Linked DNA regions of Anser cygnoides: region 1 is linked to region 2. Evidence: chromatin contacts called from public Hi-C data. All regions are on one chromosome and are shown on one strand. Each heading gives the region's core, a stretch centred on a gene start, on an enhancer-like site or on the middle of the called end of the contact. The rest is flanking DNA. Distances are from core to core; before and after follow the strand shown. Region 1 holds the start of RCAN1 (regulator of calcineurin 1). Region 2 has its middle 9.7 kb from the start of KCNE2.

The links. A called contact is a pair of places that touch in the nucleus more often than the background predicts.
Region 1: a Hi-C map of liver shows a contact between it and region 2, with 1.9 times the contacts expected there. The contact joins the promoter of RCAN1 here to the enhancer-like site in region 2. A contact is called at or near these places in 2 of 7 Hi-C or Micro-C datasets (granulosa cells and liver).

Annotation. Positions count from the first base shown.
Region 1 is chr1:114,022,727-114,026,295 of Taihu_goose_T2T_genome, reverse strand. It overlaps RCAN1 (regulator of calcineurin 1), which reads left to right and starts at 1,765. Exons shown (of 4, transcript XM_048071478.2): 1 at 1,765-2,066. The coding sequence starts at 1,854. LOC106043442 (a long non-coding RNA gene) reads right to left here. Exons shown (of 3, transcript XR_001211680.3): 2 at 3,556-3,569; 3 at 2,172-2,565.
Region 2 is chr1:113,894,219-113,897,888 of Taihu_goose_T2T_genome, reverse strand. No RefSeq gene overlaps it. Among named protein-coding and RNA genes, the nearest start is that of KCNE2, 9.7 kb to the left of the region's middle. Within about 2 kb of position 2,413, at least 1 of the 3 cell types and tissues checked has open chromatin away from gene starts, as enhancers often do.

The DNA of each region.
Region 1 (3,569 bases), core at 516-3,015, 130 kb before region 2:
GTTCATATACCTGACCTTTTTTATAAGATACCATTTGTTTGAATTTTTGTGAAAAATGGTGTGAAAATATACAGACTTACATCACTTAGAGCAATCAGTCACAAAAATACGCTGTATGTAAGATGTGTCTCTCTCTGAGAAAGGCTTGAATGGATTACAACAGACAGATTATAATGTCTGAAAAAAATTGTAGGAGGGAAGGAGAAGGCAAATGATTATCTCTTTGCCTGGCATTTTTTGCCTTGTTGTATCCTGCAAGATCTCATTAAAATTGACTGAGACCAGTATTTCATCATTTTAAAGTCTTTGATCTGTTGGGGAAAAAAAAAGGTCAGCAATGCTAACTAAAGATAACAGTGGTTATCTCAAGTAGTGAGGTTGTTGTCTCTGCTGTAAACTTTGCACAATGCACATCAGTAGGTAGCACGTAATTTTCAACCCTCAAAATTGTTTCTTCGGATGTTCTTTACACCACCAAAATATTGCTGTATTTTGGAAGAAAAGATCAGTAAAAGTATGTTACTTTGAACATCATTAAAAATATTTGCCATACCATATTTTAAATCATTTATTAATGTTGCTCAACAAGTGACCCATTGTAGCCTGCATTAATATGTTTATAGCCTGGTTACAAAATCCAGTCCTGTGTGTGGCACGGTAATTTTTTTTTACAAGTGCACACTAACATATGTTATGTACAAAAATATAGTTAAAATTGCAATCTAGAATACTAGACATTCTGAATTGAAACTTTTTTTTTCTGAGCCTCTGGATAGATGACACCTGATGACAAGATCACTATGTGTGATGACACTGCTTTCTAAGTCCTGGGAGTTTGAGCTGTAATGTAAATGACAGTTGCCTCCTCACTCATGTCTATGAGAAGTTTCTTGGAAATTGAAAATGAGAATAGGATTAGCCCCTCAGCTTGCTAAAAGTGGTGTTCTTGTGGTAGCCCTCTTTTGGTCTTAGTGAGAAAACAGCTTTTGGAGGGATTGCACTTTCCACTTTCAGACCTGCTTTCTTACACACCCCCATGGAAGTCGAATATTGGGTTAATATTTTGCCTGCTATCATCCAACAGCTTTTCACTCCTTACTACCTTTAACTATTCTGCACTACACTTCTACTAGGATAGGATGTTTGAGGTCGATATGTGAATATCACGGTAACTTTCTAAAAAGAAAGAAAAAACTGTCATCTGAAGTTCACTTTTAGGTCTTATACATGTATATAGCAACATATTTTGGGGTATGTAAGAAAAGTGTTTGTCTAGGTCAGTTACGTTGGACTAAGCAGCTCAGCACATCAGGTAAGCTTTTGGCATCTGCAGTGTCTGACACGAGCAGCTCCTTGAGCTTAGCTAAGAAAGGTGCAGCTGTCCCTTACAGACTTTTGTCACTAGGAAAAAAAGAAAGGCTTTAAGAATACGCCTCCTTCAGGTCCAAGGTAAGGAGGAAACGACACGACACCACACAACTCTCCCAATAGCGCTACAAGTGTTTTTTTTTTCCCCCTCGGCTCTGGAACACAATGAAACCCTTTGCAGGACATCAAGGGCTGGTCAGGTAGCTCTGGGGACAAGCAAGAGAAACACGAGGCACTCGGTGGTGGCTGACCGACACCCCTTTTTATTCACATTTAACGCCCCTCAGGGCGGCGCTGCCCTCACTCAAGATGGCGGCGAGCAGCGCCGCGCTCCCGCGGGCCACCTGTTGCGGCGGCGCCCGGCGCCTATAGGCTTGCGCGCGGGGGGGGGCAGGAAGGCGACGGTTAAACGGCCGCGGGGGGGGGACCAACGGCCGCCGCCTCAGCCGGGCTCCGCCCCGCGGGGGCTCCGCTCACCGCCGGCCATGGAGAGCGGCGGCGGCGGCGGGAGGGGCCCGGCGGAGCCGTCGCCCCGGGAAGAAGACGAAGAGGAGGAGGAGGAAGAGGAGGCGCTGCCGGCCGAGGCGGCCTGGAGCTTGGTGGACGGCGCGATGGAGGCGGAGGCGCTGGCGGACCTGCCCACCGCCACCATCGCCTGCAACCTCGACCCGCGCGTCTTCCAGGAGGGGCCGTGCCGGGTGAGGGCCGCGCCGCCGCCGCCTCGGGGCGGGGGGGGGAGCGGGGAGGGAGGGTTCGTGAAGGCAGCCCGAGGCGCTTGGTGGGGCGACAGGCAGCCTCTGAGGCGTGGGGCTGCCCTGCGAGCAGGCAAAGGGAGCTGCTGGGCATCGCGAGTGGGTCTGCAGCGCCCGGCTTTGTTTAAAAAGCCAGCAGAGAGGGCTGCACGCCGCTCTGCCAGAGCAGGGCAGGGTAACAGCAGGTGTCAGAAGGCTGTTGTAAGCTGCCTGACAGATCCAGGTCTAATAAATAGATATAAACGCTTCAGGATTGCTTCTCACCTCGTCCGTGGCTTTCCTGATGGAAGTTGGATTCAAGTCGAGCTTACCTCCTCTTACCTGTCACACCACTGACCAGAATTAAAGAATCAGTGAAGCCAGCATTTCTCTTTATTTTTACACCCCTTTTTTCCATCAAGCTCTTATTTTCTGGTGCCCTTGATACTGAAGGAGATGTTCATTTCTTAAAAAAGATCAAAATGAAACCGACTTGAAAAATAAGGCAACAAATGTACTGGTTTAAAATCCTATTACAACAATTGGCTGTCTCTGTGAAAAACAGAGTAGATATAGCAGAGGTCCAACAGCTCAAGGCTACTAACAGTTGCAATGCATTAAAAATGAACTGGAGGTTGGAGTACAATGTAGCTGCATCATCTCTATTACTTTCTAAAATTATTATCGAAAACTTAACAGCAGCGTAATCCTGTATCACTCAGGGCACCTGCTGCTAGGAAAGGAATGGCACCTTCACAGGGATTTATCCTCTTTAATTCAAGTTCACTCCAAATGTGCTTAAGAAAATATGACTTCTAGTATCTTCAGTTGCTGGTGGTAATAGTACTTTTCTTAGGTGAATTCTATAACCTTAAAGGGTGTATTTTGAAAACACAGATATGACAACGTAAATGCATAATTACATGAAGGATCAGGACGTGTCTAAACACTTAAACCATTTTTCCGTCTTTCTGTTTTAATTCCAAAGACTCTGTCTCCAGACACTAAGCTTAGATCAGAGCAAAGTCTTATGCATCACTGAAATGGCAGTCTTTTTTTTTTCCTCCTTATTCTTTCTACTTATTTTTTCTTGCCAAGAGTCACAGCAGGTAGGAATGCAGATTAATCTCAAATTTATTTCCTATTGTTTTAATTAATCATCTTGGTGTAAACTGTCTCGCCTTAAACAGGGATGACAATATGCACAGTTACTGCAGCATAGCTGTTGTTCTTAATTCTTCTCCGCCTTAGGAATTTAATTTTATTTTGAACCTCAATAAATATAGTGTTTGTGTCCAGCAGGGAAGAGAAATCTTTCTTGAAGTTTTATAAAGAATGTTGAGGTACTTAGTAGGTGTACGCAGACTTCTAATAGATTAAAGAACAGTTCTCACTTTAGCTAACTGAATCTCTGCCACTGAAGTGATTTACTGAAGAGGTGGGGTGAGGCACTTACTGCTCTCAGAGATC
Region 2 (3,670 bases), core at 1,164-3,663:
TTCCTCAGCAAAACAAATGGTCTGATTCACACGGTCAGGAGAGTTCAACCATTTCTCCAGAAGGGTTGCTGAGACTCCTTAGCAGGAATGCTTTTCTAGGCACATTTTTAAATGATGCTGTTCAGAAGGGAGAGGACTGAAGTGAGGGATTAAATCTGAGCCTTCCCTGCAGCCTTTGAAAAATTACAAGACACTTCAGGGCCTCTCAAGCCTTGCTGGAAGCATTTCCTTGCATTACCTCCCCACAGCCAATCTGTTATACAGCCAGTGGACATATCTGAACAGACAACTTCACCTCTAGAGCTAAAGCCAACTTTAAACCAGTTTGCAGCCACATGTAAAAGACTCTGCCTCCCCTCACAGTTGATCTCTCCTCTACCAAACACATTTAGCCAGTGATCAGGAGAAGAAAATGGGAATTAAAGTGCTTGCCCAGTAGCATGCCTGTTTCCCCTCTACCTAGAACCCAGCACAATACTTAATGCAGGAGCAGACAAGGAAGGCTGAAGAAGAGTCCTGAGAACTTTGCTTCTTGTCCCATGACACCTGAGCACCTTTGTTATTAGCAGGGTCCAAGCACCAGCACCCCATGCCAAGTGCCCACACCATGTTACCCTGCACAGGTCACACCAGTATGAGCTGCTATCATCCCGTGGTTACTACAGCTGGGCACAGCTTGCTGACAAGCTCAACGTTTCATAGAAATGTCAAGTTAGATCTAGAGCTACTGTGCATTTTTGGTTTATTTGAACTCCACCTTTGCATATTAAAAAAATGTTGTTTATTTTTCTGAACCTGTTGGCCTGGATATAACCTAGTAGAGACGCTCATTGGTTATACATGGGACCTTAATAAAGCTCTGTGATCATGGAACCAGTTGATACTGCTTACATAGTGGTAATGAAAAGGGAAGCAAAGGCCAAGCCAAGAGATTTTACTGAAATAGAAAAACAGTGAGCACCCTACATAATCCCATGCAATGGTATCATCTCATGAGCCTAACTCCACTGTCAGAGTACATTAAACTGACATTTATTTTTGCAGGAAAATCTCTCTTTTACAACAGTCCATAGAGGTCACTGAGATCAAAACATATCTCAAGGCCTGCATCACCCCAAGAGCTCTTAAAAAGTAAAGAGAAGCGATCGTTGCAAGTCCAGTGACAGGGAAGGAAAACAAGTGAGTCAGCACATGAGGTAAGAAACACTTACTTATTTAATCTGGTGCATGTTGCACACACATAGGCACGTTTCTTGTTTCCTCGGCCTTCCTTGACCTTGGGCCCATTTGCTTATATGGCTGCAGTCCAGCTATGCAAACTGGCTGCACAATCTGCCCACCGTCAGCTCCGACTCCAAGAAAAAAACCCTCACCACCAGCACAGCAAGCAGAGGAAAACCACATGTGCATGTATGCATGGTGCTGGCATCCAGGCACTTCTACTGACTGCATAGTGTTGCCTGCACCATCCCTGCGAGGTGCCTGCACCATCATGTTACAGCCACCAGATGGGCAGGGGTGTCCTGGGCTGTCTAGGGGTGCAGGCAGGGCTGCCAGGAAGGTGGCAGGCATGGGGATGTGGCATCACAAGCACCTTGTGCTGGGCCACACGTCTTCATACCAAGTACCCCTGGAGTACTGAGTCCAGTTCTGGGGTTCTCAGCCGAAGAGGGACATGGGCATGGTGGAGAGAGAGACCAGTGAAGGGCCGCAGAAATGATGAAGGGACTGGAGCACCCTTCCTGTGAGGAAAGGCTGAGATGGCTGGGACTGCTCAGCCTGGAGAAGAGGAGGTTCAGGGGGATCTCATCAATGTATACAAATACCTGAAGGGAGGGTGCAGAGAGGACAGAGCCAGGCTCTTTTCCGTGGTGCCCAGTGGCAGCACATGAGGCAATGGGCACGAACTGGAACCAGGGAAGCACTTCCGTGCTGTGCAGGTGACCGAGCACTGGCACAAGTTGCCCAGAGAGGTTGTGGAGTTTCCCTCCTTGGAGATATCCAAGAGATGCCTGGACATGGTTCTGGGCTCCCTGATCCTGGTGGCCTTGCTTGAGCAGGGAGATTGGGCCAGGTGACGTCCAGAGGTCCCTTCCAGCCCCAACTGTTCTGTGACTCTGTGTTTCTGTGGGGTGGCAGAGCCCCGAGGATGGCTTCTGGGCCCAAATCTACATCACCACTGCCTTAGGTGTAAGAACAAGCATACAGCTGCCCTGTGTAACCTCACTACCCAGATACATAGCATCCAGTTTCTCCACATCCTCTCTGTGGCTCCCCAGCCTCTCCATGGCACTGGTTTCATCTGTTTTATCACCTGCTTCACTCATCTGCTTTCAATTTAGGGCTCTCCCCTCAGTGGGAGCAGCACATGCTTACTCAGTGAGGCCTTATCTGGTTGCCATGGGAGCCATCATCAAGAGCCTCCTTTCCTCCCAAGCAGGCCCTCCAGTAACTTTCCTACAGCAGAAGCTCAGTCAGCATGGGCCCAGCAGCTCCTCCGGTCGGAGGTGTTCTGTGGCTGCCCGGTGCAGGGATGCCCAGGACAGCTCTAGCCATGCAAACACCAGCAGCCATCCCCTAGGTAGGGGGCCTGGTCCCCAGACAACACTTTTGAGAAGTTGTGCAAGTGTGGTTTCAGACATACCGTGCACTGCACAGCTCTGTGAGCGCTCCCGGGATGAAGGAGCTATGCAGCAGCTACAGAAATGGCAGCAGCCTCTTTCCAGCTTTCTGAAATCAGCTGGAGCCTTTCCCTTGCCATTAATCTCAATTTAGGGAGGTAAGTCGGGTGCAGTTAAGTGCAGCCTTGTTGGAAGTGGCTCTTACATACATGTCTAACTTTAAGCCCATTCCGCTGCTCTGGATAAAGAAAATTTCCTGAAGCTGAGCCTCCGCCAGAAGCTGGAGTGGGTCCAAAGAAGGTTATTCTGGGTGAACTGCCTGAGGGATTTCAGCAGATAATTTTGTGCGTCCATGTAGCACCCTATCTGGAGAACAGGAAAGCAATCTTTTAATTGGATTCCACCTGATTAATTGCCCTCTTGGATTTGCTAATGTCCAGTGCTCTAGAAACCATATTCTGGCATCTCCATCAAAGGCTACAGTAAAAGCTTCAATAGAGAGCCATGAAATGTTGCTTCATTTTAGATTTCAAAAATACTGTGACTATGGTGTCAAGGAAAATATGCTGAAATCATTGTGGCATGGCATGTGCATTTATCCCATCAAAATAATGGAAATGCTTTTTTGTTCTGCTTTCTTTTAGTTTTGACCCTATATAGCATGCATTTCCTCAGACTGCTTTCTTCGAGAAGGCTGAGTTTAGCATTTCCACTGCTGGGTTTCACTCACCCTTCCTGAGATGGGAGAAAGAAGAAATAACCATTTTCATAAAAACTCCTTCACTTTTAAAATAAATTAGATTTTTCACAGTGCCCAAGAACATCTGCAGACCTGCATTACCGAAGCATGCATACCTTGTTCTGTGTGTAAGTGTGTGATTGTTACGGTTAACTTAAGAATGTGTTCACAAAATTTCCATCTCATGTTGATACCATATCCTGGTTTTACCTTGACCCAGATCATTCAGAGGTCTCATCTTCTCATTGGGATGACCACAGGCCTCATGCTGGTAGGACGGGGATGAACCTGCCCACAGCAGCATGGAAGG